2 separate regions of the Mus musculus genome follow, and region 2 is linked to region 1. A link is a contact called in public HiChIP or PLAC-seq data. All regions are on one chromosome and are shown on one strand. The core of a region is the stretch at or near the end of the contact, and the rest is flanking DNA. Distances in the headings are between cores, read along the strand shown. Region 1 holds the start of Oas3 (2'-5' oligoadenylate synthetase 3). Region 2 overlaps Oas2 (2'-5' oligoadenylate synthetase 2).

Evidence for each region. HiChIP or PLAC-seq counts read pairs in DNA pulled down with a chosen protein or histone mark.
Region 2: an H3K27ac HiChIP or PLAC-seq map of embryonic stem cells shows a contact between it and region 1, with 8 read pairs. The contact joins the enhancer-like site here to the promoter of Oas3 in region 1. A contact is called at or near these places in 2 of 39 promoter capture datasets (embryonic stem cells and macrophages), 2 of 15 datasets of contacts at CTCF or cohesin (CD8 T cells and embryonic stem cells), 5 of 484 Hi-C or Micro-C datasets (bone marrow-derived macrophages, differentiating embryonic stem cells and embryonic stem cells), 6 of 115 datasets of contacts at active chromatin or transcription factors (CD8 T cells, bone marrow-derived dendritic cells, embryonic stem cells and 1 more) and 3 of 9 other capture datasets (adipose tissue, liver and pancreatic islet).

What each region holds. Positions count from the first base shown.
Region 1 is chr5:120,774,941-120,781,298 of GRCm38.p6, reverse strand. Oas3 (2'-5' oligoadenylate synthetase 3) reads left to right here and starts at 3,640. Exons shown (of 16, transcript NM_145226.2): 1 at 3,640-3,848. The coding sequence starts at 3,675.
Region 2 is chr5:120,729,862-120,736,219 of GRCm38.p6, reverse strand. Oas2 (2'-5' oligoadenylate synthetase 2) reads left to right here. Exons shown (of 11, transcript NM_145227.3): 8 at 36-223; 9 at 1,002-1,240; 10 at 2,653-2,806; 11 at 4,262-5,887. The coding sequence ends at 4,327. Among named protein-coding and RNA genes, the nearest start is that of Oas2, 17 kb to the left of the region's middle. Within about 2 kb of position 3,304, at least 14 of the 459 cell types and tissues checked have an H3K27ac peak or open chromatin away from gene starts, as enhancers often do. A contact at or near this core is called in embryonic stem cells, where this site is marked.

The sequences.
Region 1 (6,358 bases), core at 2,391-4,890:
CTGGGGAGATGTGAGGGCTCTCCATGCAGCTGTGAGAACATGAGCTGAATCCCAGCATCCATGAGACCTGGGTGTGGCTAAAGGTAACTTCCCCCCACCCAGGGCTAGGAAGGACAGAGACAGAAAGGCATTTGGGATTGCCCGCCACCTACTTACACCTAGCCCCTGGATTCCAGGTTCAGTGAGAGATCATGACTCAAAAAATACGAGAGAAAGTGAGAGAGAATTGGCCTCTGACCTCAACAAGTGAACATAGACAGACAGACAGACAGACACACACACACACATGCAGAAAGACTGGCAGACAGACACACATGCAGAGACTGGTACACATGCAACTGCACAGGCACAGAGACAGACAGATACACCACACAGATAGACAGGCAGACACACACACATACATACACACACACACACATACACACACAAATTCATGGACATATACATAGATGCACACACAGACTGGCAGACAGAGACAGACAGACACACATGCAGAGAGACTGGTACACACACAGGTACACAGGCACGGAGACAGACAGATATACCACAGACAGACACACACACACACATCCAAAGAGACTGGAAGACAGACAGATAGACAGACGCACATACACGCAGAGAAACTGGTACACATGCAACTGCACAGGCACAGAGACAGACAGATACACCACATAGACAGACAGGCAGACACACGCACACACATAGATGTACATACACACACACACACACTCAATGCTTCCTACAGGCTTGGTTCAGGCCATGTCTCACATTCAGGATTGAGGAGACAAATGTCAGGAAGCCCGGGACCTATGTGCTGGGAGACAGGTGCTCTCCAGCAGGGCTGGCTCACTTCAAATCATGAAGTGACACAGACTGTTTATTGGAGGGATCCATGAAAACACAGCTCTTACCCTGATGAGCGACCACAGCCCTGGACATTGATGAGGGCTTTCTCCTGGAAAGGAGTCTGAGCTGGAAATACTTACAGAACAAAAGAAGTTGTAAACAAGACACTTACCAAATACTTTGGTGGGAATGTGGGTGAGATGTGGGTAGGCTGGTTAATGCAAAGAGGAAATATTGTCTGAAGATATTCTTAGCTTCTGCAATTGGAACCTGAAGTTCTGCCAGAACACATTCCACAGGCTTTACCTCAGCGTTCCGAGAGTGCTAGGCTAGATCCAATGGTGGGCATTGACTGACTACTAAAAGTGCTGAAGAGAGTCCAAGATAATTTTTCTCTGGCTTGTCAACATTCCAGCTCTCTATCACTAAGTTCTAATTAGATATTCAGCCTTGGAGAGTCTTTAGGACCCACGTGGTTTTCCTTCTTGTTCTTCCTCCCCTTTCTCAGGAAGTTCAGTTTATAAGACTCTATGGGAGGTGGGGAGGGCAGCTGACTCTACCCCGGGACCCTGGAAAGGGCTCCTGAGTTGCTCCTTGAGGCAGGGACCTCTTAGCCAAGGACAGAAGAACTCAGGACCTCCAGCCAATTGCAAAAGTGAAACAGCATGCAGGGTGCTGGGAACAGACTCAGTAAAGACCCAGAGGTGGGAACAAAACCCAAAAGAAACAGAAATAAGAGAAGCAGATGGTGTGTGAGCGACAGACCCAGAGTCACTAGGAAGGCAAAGGGGCCAGGTCCATTTCATAGGGGCTGTGGGGACAAACTGTGTAAATACGCCTGTGGCAAAGTGACAGTGTGGGTGGGGGTGAGGTTAAAGACCTTCAAGGGTCTGGGTTACAAACCACAAGTCTAGACATCAGCAGGCAGCTCCCCTCCCAGGTTGCAAGTGAGATTCTATCTTCTGCTGGGTTCTGCTGTCCTACCTCTGCCTCCACCCACCACCACCACCACCACCACCACCACCACACTCTGACCACTGACTCTGTCACAGGAGAAGCCCAGCTGCCTCAGGCCAGGACCTATCCTAATGACTGTCCTTGAGCACAGCCTCATCTCCTAATAAGATTGCACCTTGAGGTCCTGAGAGTCCTTTCTCCTCTTGAAGAAAGGCCAGGGAACATCCCAGCTCCTTGGTCCCTTCTAGACATGTGTAGATCAGTAACCCTGGACCCAGCAGATCTTACAGGAAACAAAGGTGCTAGGAGGTGGGTGGGCAGGGTGTGTCAGTCTGCACTCGCTGCTCTAAAACAGAACAGATTCCCAGGGCTCCCAGGCACAGGATGTGGCTATGACATGTGCCTTCCCCACTTATCTTTGACTGCCTAGCTGTTTGGCATAGCTCGAAACCCCCTTACTTTATTCCCCAGCTAAAGTGACCACAGGAGACTAAGGATGCCTTTGGATCCTTTCAATCCCCAGGGCCATGGCCTCTTCCAGTGAACAGAGCCAAGCTGTGTGATGACTGAGGCAGGTGATGGGTTTAGATGGCCACATCATTACACTGTCATCTAAAAAGATATTCTGTCCTGGAGTGTTCAAATCGTGCCCCCCAGACTATAGCCTATTCATATCAGTTCTCTCTCTCTCTCTCTCTCTCTCTCTCTCACACACACACACACACACACACACACACACACTGTCAGCTGTGATTAGCACTTGAAGACACTAGGTTCTCAACACACACAAACCGGACTCTCTGTTCCACACTTGTGCAGTTTTGGCTGGCAGACACACACGCACACACACATACACAGAGATGCAGACACGCATGTACACGCACACATGTGCACATGTACAGACGTATGAATACATACACAGACAGACACTCACATGCACACATACACATGTGTGAACACATATGCACATGCACGCGCACACAAGTACAGACACACATGTTCCGACACACATGCCCTACACACACACACAGACACATGCACACACACAAACACGCAGGCGTGCAGCAGAACCATCACTTGGCCTCCAATCTGAACTTGCCCTTGCTTCTGTCTTCAGCATCTCCTCCCACAAACAGGGCGCTAAGCACAGAAGCCCTCATTTCTTACCTTAGTCCTTTGTGCAGCCCCAGCCAAGGGCCTCACACTCATCAATCTGATGTCTCCTCTTGGAGCATCGTTGTGCCTCAGCAGAGCAAGGAGCAAAAAGTCAGGATGCCTGGGACTGGAAGACCTGGGTTCAGATTCTAACTCTGACAGTCATGCTGTGTGATGCTAGATGACTTACTCAACCTCTCTGTCCATCTGCCACCCTGCATACTTATGTTAAGACCACTACCAGGCATTTAATGGAGGCTCATTAATATAACCCCATTTTTACAGATGGAAAAAACTGAGGCCCAGAGAGGTTAACACAGGGCAGCACAGCAAAACAATAGATGAGAACTTGGGTGGGGAGGACTGTGGGGGGCTCTGCTTCCTCAGGCCTGGCTCTGAGGTGCTCTGTGGCAGCCTATCTTGGGTCCCCAAATAGGAGGTCAGGAAGCCTCAGGGGACCTAGGGGACCTGTGAGCCTGGTCCCCAATGTTCCCAGGCTGCCCAGAGGGTCAGAAGTCACACCAGGAGACAGCAGAACCATAAACAGATAATCTCAACAAACACCCTGAGCCTGAGTCAGGGAAGAGAGGAACTCAGCAGGGAGGAGAAAACGAAAGTGAAGGGAGGTGACTCAGGGAACACACCCACTGTCACCTCAGGAACACCCCCAAGAAGCCCTGGAGAGAAACGAAACTCTACTGAGAGTACCGGTCAACATGGACCTGTTCCACACGCCAGCCGGAGCTCTGGATAAGCTGGTGGCCCACAACCTGCACCCAGCCCCTGAGTTCACAGCAGCCGTACGGGGTGCTCTGGGGTCGCTAAACATCACCCTACAGCAGCACAGAGCCCGAGGGTCACAGAGACCAAGAGTGATAAGGATTGCCAAGGTGAGAGGGTGGGGCACCCCAGGGCAAACACCTTCAGGGTCTTCTTGAGGGATGGCTCAGGTGTTGCTATAACCAGCCAGTCTGTGGGGAAACTGAGGCATCAAAACCCAAGTTACACTTCCAGGGTAAAGGCCCAGCCAGGGCCACACTGGGTCACCTGATGGCTTCCTATGCTCTCCTAAAGGCTGTCTCATTCACTCATTCACTCAATCACTCAGACTCTAACTTCACACTGCCTGAGCCTCGCTGATCTGAGGCAGGGGGATCACGCACTCACACCCATTGGGACCCAGTCTTTGAGAAAAAGAACATGACCCGGCTAAAGCACACAGACTCCCTCACCAACATGGCACCTGAGGTAGGGATTACTGCCAGCTTTAGGAGTGGGGAAACTGAGGCTGAGTGGAGCTGAGCTGCTACTCTAAGCCACACTGTGTCACCTGGGCATCCTGCCAGGCCGCCCAAGAACCTTTGGCTTCTCAGAGAACTAGGGGGAGATAAACTCTGAGCCGCCTTAAGCCTGGTAAACCTGCTGATGCAGGGGCATCATAGGGACCTAGGAGGGGCACAGTGAGACTAGAGATTGTCCTGGGCAGGTCTCGGGTCACCTGACAGTTCCTGAGGCTGCATCTGAGCTGGAGATGTGGAAGGAGGCTTGGGTCTGGGAGACAGAGCCTGCTTCTGCATCTCAGGTGTGGCTGAATTCCTTCTAGGGAATGGGGGATGTGTATCCCTCCTCCTAAAGCCCCAGGGGTTAACAGGAAACAATCCGCCACAGGTCACTCTGGGAAACAATGAATCTATTGGTCTTCCTTACTGAGCCTAGGGAAGTGGGCCCCACTGGAAAGTCTTCACCAGCAGAGACCAGGCCTTCTGTAAGCTGCACAGGCTCTCCCCTCCTCCCAGTCTCCCAAGCGATATACCTCAGGCCAGGAACAGTTTAGGGCACAGTTGCATTAGAGAGTGGAGAGGTCCTCGGGTGAGGGTTGATGAGCAGTGAGTAATATATGAGCAGTGAGTAATATAAACATCACCAGGCCATTATTTCAGACCTAACTTGGCCCTTGTGTACTGGGGGTTACAGGTGTGGTCCACCAGAGGCTACAAAGTCTCCTTTCAACCGCCCAAAGAGGATCGGGTAGGGGTGGGGGTGGAAGGAACAGGGTTCATGGAGCAAGACCTCTTTAAACTCCTCATGGGATGGGTTTGAAAACCATAACTGAGCTAAATACAGGATGGCGGGGAAGACCCTCATTGTGCCCCTGAGATGTCAGCTGGGAACCCCCTCTCCTCTGTCGTAGAGATTTTTAATCCCAGCGTAGAGTTTCTACCCTGCCTTTGATCATTCAGCCCCCAGATAAAAGACACACACAGCCTTTATATTTACAGTAAGCCTTAAACAGCACAAGAGCTGGGCAGATACCTACCTTCTATGCTATTAGAATCTACTTTCCCATCAATAACCCTAAGTTATCACTTACTATGTTTCATCTGGGCTGCTCTTAACTCTGATTGGCCAGCCCTCGGGACCACGTTTCTATGACTCACCTAACCCACAGCAGCTTCTCCCCCTCCACCGCCTTCTTTTCCTTGTGGTTCTCCTCAGACCACAAGCCCAGGAAACCTAAACCACCCATGTCTCTTCTGCCCAGCTATTGGCTGCCAGGATCTTTATTCGCCAATCAGAAATAATTTGGGCGCAGACTCCAGGTCTTGGGGGCCCACACTCAGCACTGAGGCGGCCTGCAAGAGCAAAACCTCTACACTCCTCTTCTTTTTCGGCTTCAGGAAAGAGAGACGGAAGCAACCCCTCCCAGGTGTTCTGTGTTTCCTTTGCAAGATGAGGAAGTACCTTCCTCCCATCATCCTTAGGGAGGTGCTCATGGGTGATACTGGAAGCTGCCTAGTGGTTATTTCCTCTACTGTCTCTCCACACACAACCAGAGGATCAGCCTTGAGGGGCCTGGCGTCATCACTGGGGTAACGGGAGCCCCAGACTGTGTGGCGCCTGTGCCTCATCTGACTCTTCCAGTCCTACAACTGGGCTCACATGCGAGTATCTGCCGCTATATTTGGCCACACCAGGGCGGCCTGTGTGCTCAGAGCAGATAACAGATGGCTGATACAGAGTACAGAGCATGGGTCTTGGAAGTCACCTTCCAGAGTCCTCAGGCTGGAAGCTTTGAGACCCAAACATCGTCCAAAGGGTCTGGACACTAGGCCTGTCACTGTCCTCGGTGCCAAAAAAAAAAGTGAACTTCCCGGCCACACTTGGCTCGAAAGAGCTGAGAACGGAGGCTGAAGGGACCGCTCAGTGGCTAAGGCCACACAAGCATGAGGCCTGGAGGTCAAATATCCAGAACCCACATAGATGCCAGGTGGGTGTGGTAGCCTGTGATTCAGGCCTCGGAGAGCTCTGGGTTTGATCCAGGGATCCTGCCGCAGTGAGAGAGATGATTACTAATATCAGCCTTGGGTGTCCACATGCACTCACACACACACACACACAC
Region 2 (6,358 bases), core at 2,055-4,554, 45 kb after region 1:
CATACGATATAACAGACATTTTGCTCCCATGTTAGGTCAACTGCGGTCTGACTTCACCCTCAGGCCCGAAGCCTACAAGGATCTCATTGAGCTGTGTGCATCACAGGACATCAAAGAAGGAGAGTTTTCTATCTGTTTTACTGAGCTGCAGAGAAACTTCATTCAAACCCGGCCCACCAAACTGAAGAGTCTACTCCGCCTGATCAAGCACTGGTACAAACAGGTCAGCCAGCGCCTGCTCTGGCCAAGCTGGTTGTTGGTTTTTTTTTTTTTTTTTTTTTTTTTTTTTTTTTTTTAACCAGTGAACTGAGACACAGGCTTTGCCAAGTGTCCTGGACACCCAAACCTCACGTGCTATAGGTGGTTGGGCCTCTTTAGGGAACCTGCTTCTGTTTAAGCCATGGATCTTCTCATTATCTTCTACCAGGATAGCCTAGGTCAGGTCTATTGGGCCTCCTAGCGCAAAGCAATGTGTGGCAATTTCAGACCTCGGCTGGCCAAAGAGTTTGGCTTCAGCCAAGTTCTCTCCTGAGATGCGTGGATGGAAAGTTAGGGCTGTGTGCCACAGGTTGCCAGTGTCATGCTGTGTAACACACAATGCTCTCTTGCTCTCTCTCAAAAGGCAGCAGGAAGCTGCCCCCTGAACCTAGAGTCACCATGGATACCTGAGGGTTAGTGGGGTGGGGAATCTCTGGCTTGACTTTCAGCAAGTCACGTGACTTCAAGCCCCCCTGTCTTCCTCTTATATGGCAATCCATGTTGCAGGGCCCATAACTAGCATACAGAGGGTCCCATCAGCCAGCATGGTTGCATAGATGCAGAACACTGTGTGTGTGCCACACTGCCTGAGTCTAGCAGGCCTACCTAGAACTCAGGGTCTCCCTTGTCCAAGTTCTATTTCATAACCCAGGTTGCCTCTGCAGCAACCCAAGCAATCCAGGAGACACACGGGGCTCTTCTGCCTTGCCGAGGTCACCTGACATCCCCACTCTCCCCACCAGTATGAAAGGAAGATGAAGCCAAAAGCATCTTTACCCCCAAAGTACGCCCTGGAGCTGCTCACCGTGTATGCCTGGGAGCAGGGCAGTGGCACAGATGACTTTGACATTGCTGAAGGCTTCCGGACCGTCCTGGACCTGGTTATAAAATACCGGCAGCTCTGCATCTTCTGGACAGTCAATTACAACTTTGAAGAGGAATACATGCGGAAGTTCCTACTGACCCAGATCCAGAAAAAGAGGTGCCTACTCTCCCTCCCCGTTCTGAATTAACCCGATTCCCTTCCACACTATTTCTTCCATGACCTAGATTCTTCTCCCCGCAGGGGTGGGGGTGGGGGTGGGGGTGTGTGTGTCTTGTTCCTTCCCAGCTTGAAACTGAGAGAGGAGAAAAACCCAACCTCGGTGTGGGAGGGGCTTGCCAACCAGGAGGGATGAAGAAGCAGGCAGCAGGCAGAGAGCATTCACTCTGCTTTTCTTGTTATGTCACATGGAAATGTGTGTGTGTGTGTGTGTGTGTGTGTGTGTGTGTGTGTGTGTGTGTGCGTGCGCACGTGCGCGCACGCTAGACAATCAGAGATGGGTCTGAGATGGCAGGCTAATCCCTGAGAAACAGAGCAGTGGTTCCCAGCCCTGACCAGCCACCCCTGTGCACGCAAGCATGCGCACACCACAGCAAGTCAAAGGACAACTTTCCAGAGTCAGTTCTCTCCTCCCACCGAGTGGGTCTAAGAGAATCAAACTCAGGTTGTCGACTTGGCAGCAAACTCAGTTACCCTTTATCCAGCCCCTGTCATTAGCATCTAGTCAGATCTGGTTTTATCTTTCAGAACTAAAAGGATAAAACCAGGCAAGGTGGTACCTGCCACAGTCCCAGCATTTCGGAGGCCAAAAGGTGGAAGATATGTTGTTGTTTTGTTATTTATTCATTCTTCCTTTTGTTTGTTTAAGACAAGGTCTCTTTCCATAGCCAGCTGTCCTGGAACTCTCCAATTTACAGAGATCTGCCTGCCTCTGCCTCCTGAGTGTTGGGATTAAAGGCATGCGCCACCACACCCGGTCAGGAGGACGTTAAATTAGATGATAGGCTTGTCCACATAGTAAACTGTCCCCCCTCCCCAAATTATTTAAATAAAGGGAGGGGTCCTCAGAGAATATACTCCATACCATGAGCAAGAAACAAAGGTAGAGGAAGAAAGGGAAAAGGGGGAGAAAATAAAACAGCGAAGGGAAGAAACAAGAGCATTAAGACCAGGATCACTGGGCTTGCCTGCACATGCGCATAAGTTCACCAGCCTATCTCCCCACCTCCAATCCCCACTCCCCAACCCCAGCAATTTTGCAATTCAACAACTACTTAGCAACATTGCATTGTGTGACAACTTCTAGTTGGGCTAGAGTCTCTTGAAAAGAGGTGGTCAAGGTATGCCTTACTGTCTACCTTAAATAACTTCTATTTGGTGGGTGGGGCGGGGGAGAGTTGTTCTTCAAATGTAACAATTCTAGGAAGTAACTTTGACTCTTAAGTAATTTCCAATTGTTTAACCTGGGCTGCCAGACACATTGTATCATTAGCAAAAACAGGGCCAACCCTGAAAGCTGAAGCCAGGAATCTTGACAGCAACCCTTTCACACTATCTAACCTCTCCTTTAGGCCTGTAATCCTGGATCCAGCAGATCCCACAGGCGATGTGGGAGGAGGTGACCGCTGGTGCTGGCATCTTCTAGCTGAAGAAGCGAAGGAGTGGCTGTCCTCCCCTTGTTTCCAAGTGGAGCAAAAAGGCCTGGTACAGCCTTGGAAAGTGCCAGTAAGAGCCCTCTAAAGAACAGGGGTGGGCCCGTCACAGATTCTAATCAAAGGCTTTCTTAGTGTAGTAGGTTGGGATTGCTGAGCCCCCAAAGATTTAAAAACTGGACTCTAAGAGTTCAGTCAGTTACTACATTCTCTCTCTCTCTCTCTCTCTCTCTCTCTCTCTCTCTCTCCCTTCCCAGGTACCTAGAGATCTAAAGACAAGTGACATGGTGGGAGTGTTCACTACAGGAGGGATCTTGTGGCAGGACCAAGGCTTTTTGTCATTTGTCTAGGTGGTGCCTTGATCTACCCTATCCCTACCTGGCAGCAGCACCCATGCCCCAATCAAAATGACAGCAGACACTATCAATTATCCCCTGGAAGTAAGGGTACCACTGTCTAGCTCTCTGATCTATTTTTAGCACAAGTGGCCCTGAACCCAATGGGGTGCCTGCACCTTGCAGCTTCACCCAACCGGAAGATGGGGGAAAGAATGGAGAGTCTGGGATTCTGAGGCTGGCTGGGTGTGGCAGCCTGCCTAGGATTCCAGCCTTGGAAGGCTGAGTCCATGGAATCCCCAGAGCAAGCTGATTAGCTCAGCTAGTTCTGGATTTGATTAACAGACCCTGGCTCAGTAACTAAGGTGAAATAGTGACTGAGGATGACAGATGACTCCTGACAGCACCTGGGGCCACGAACATGTAAACATATGCACATACATACATGGAAACAGATATGGATATGTATATGTAAAAGGGGGAGCAGGGAGGACATGGGATTGGCTTAGAAGTTTCATTGTCACATTCTCACACGTTAAAAATCTAGAATTGTTACATGGCCATACTCGTAATTTTGAAAGTGGCCATCAAATCAAAGTTGTTTCTTCTCCTGTTGGGAGCTTCCTCCTCCTCCACCCGATACACACTGGGCACAGCCCTCCAGGCCACCCTCCCACAGGCAGGCACACTCTGTTCTCCTTTCTGTCCTTCCTTGGCACCATTGACAACTGGGGACAAGTTGAGGGGGCTGTGTCGTGCAGTGTAGGTTGCTGAACACTGTCCCAGTCTCTTCTAGATGTTCCCCCCCCAAACAAAACAAAACAAAAACAAAACAAAACAAACAACAACAAAAACCCAAGATATAGTGTTGTATCTTCTGGTGAGAGAAAGTTTGTCCCTGGTGAGACCCCATACCTCAGGGGCGTGCCCCTGTCTTCATCTGCAGGGTGACAGGCCACATTAGCCAAACCTGAAGCAGTCTACTGGTTGTGTTTGTCTTTGATCACAGTTTCCCAAATATGTTTTCCAGATTCTTTTCTGGAGACAGGATCTTACTGCGTAGCTCTGGCTGTCCTGAAACTCCCTATGGAGTCCAGACTGGCCTTAACTCACAGAGATCCACTTGCCTCTCCTGGAATTAAAGGGATGCGCCAATATGCCCTTCTTTAAGCTTCCTCTCCCTCTCTCTCCAGGTAATGCAGACCCCCGGAAGCTGTGGAGGTCAGATCTACCCCACTGTGGGTGGAGTTACTAAGTAGGAGTCCATTCAGCTCTGGAAGACGCTTCTGGAGTGATCTGGCAAAGACTCAGACTGTGTTAGAAAAGGGAGCCTGGTTCAGTCCTCTCTGGCAGGCTCGCACCTCTATTCTTCCTTCTTGGAATCAAGACATGGGATTATCCTTCCTCCTCCCCCAGGGTCTCACAGCACAGGCCCTGCTCTGTGTGAGTGACCTCCTTCAGAGACACTTGCCCCATGCAGCTCGATGGGTTCTGGTTTTGTCTGTATTCTGTGCAGTTATTTTCCTGCCTCCTGCTCTGTTAGTCTCTAGTCAGCAGCTCCAGACTCACCCTGTGTCACTAAGGTTAAGGCCCTCCCTAGCCCTTCAGCATTGTCAATCCCAACTAGCCCTCGGAGTCTTCCATTGTGCGTCTTTGCCTGTCTCTTTCCCTGTCCCTGTGGATACAGAGATGTACCATCCATCCAGCAGCTAGCCAACTCCCCTCCCTCCACCTCTGCTGTTAAAACCCTTTCTCTTGGGGAAATGTAAACAATATCTACCTCTCTTAATGTCCCAGGACAAACTAAGCTGCATTTCTCCCTTCCCTGAGAAGCCAAAGCTTCCCTGATTGAGCTTAGCTGCTCACAGGAGAGGGGTTACAGGCCTTTGAAGCTGCCACACTAGAAGATCTGCACCCAGCTAGATGGGTGCAGATGGCTTCCCTGGGGCTGCATAAAGAGAACCCCTCCCCTCATCTTTCCTCCTGTATCCTCTAGCCCCTCTCAGAGATCCTGTGCAATCAGGGCAGAATAGCATGCAGCTGGTTGAAACCACTTGCTAAATAACTCAGGTGAGGGTCCCATAACCTTCCCAGCCCACCTCCCTTCCAAGAGTGAAGATAACAGTCAACAAGCCCAGCTGTGATGTTCATTGATAAGCAGGCTCTGGTGGACTCCTAAAGATGGTGCCAGTGTGGCTCAGTGAATAGCCCTGCATAACATTTTACACACACCAAATGCTGGTTGATATCTCTTGCTGGCTGCCCAGGGAGCCTTCACCCCAGGGCTTTAACTGCACAGAGACATGAGGTCTAAGCCCTTCGCATCCCCAAGTAAGGCTGAGCCTTTTTTCTGCCTGTGCTTGCTCTGATGCATTGAGGATCATGCCTGGCCACTGTGCAACTTTTAAGCAGAGCCGTGCAACATCCCAGGGAGTTGACTTCTATGTAAACACCTTCATCCATTTCTGATGTATGCTTTGAGGTGGCTCAGGCTGGGCTAGCCCAGCCCAGACAGAAATCCTAGGCATGTGATTAGAGGATCAGAACCCTTCTGGCCCTTCTTCAGGGGAGAGATGGGGCTGAAGGTGGGGTTCAAATCTCATGCCGAGTGATGGAACCCGACATCCCTAGGTGCTAAGGCCCCACCAAATTCTCTGGATAAGGAAGTTCCAGGAATCTTTACTGATAAACATCCCAATGTATCAACAAGGTAGACTCTGACCTCCATGGGACAGAAGATCCTGGGTCAGTCCCCTCCCTGGGGACTCTGCAGTTGGCTGTTCATTTATATGCTTCATAATAAATGGTTTCTTTGTGTAGCCCTGACTGTCCTGGAACTCACTCTGTAGACTAGGCTGGCTTCGAACTCAGAAATCTGCCGGCCTCTGCCTCCCAAGTGCTGGGATTAAAGGCGTGCGCCACTACTGCCTGGCTATAAATGGTGGTCTTGGGTGCCTCCTTTCTTCAGTCCATGAGTGGTTGTGACAGGTTATGAATCCTGAAGGGGGTCATGTGTGCAACCCACCCAAATATGGACCCTCACAGAGCACAGTGAGAGACTTAAAGGGGACAAAGAGACACCTTCTTTTCCATCAGTGTCCTCTCAGCATTTGTGGGTATGTTAAAGTCATTTGGAGCAGAAATACGAGAGAATTCACGGCAACCTGGGAACACGCCGTCACTGGTTATTACCAGAAATAGCTGGGACATCAGTCCTTTCTCAGAAAATTGGTGATTAATGCCTATGAACAAGAAATAATTAAACCCAGGCTCACCTGTGCAATTATGTC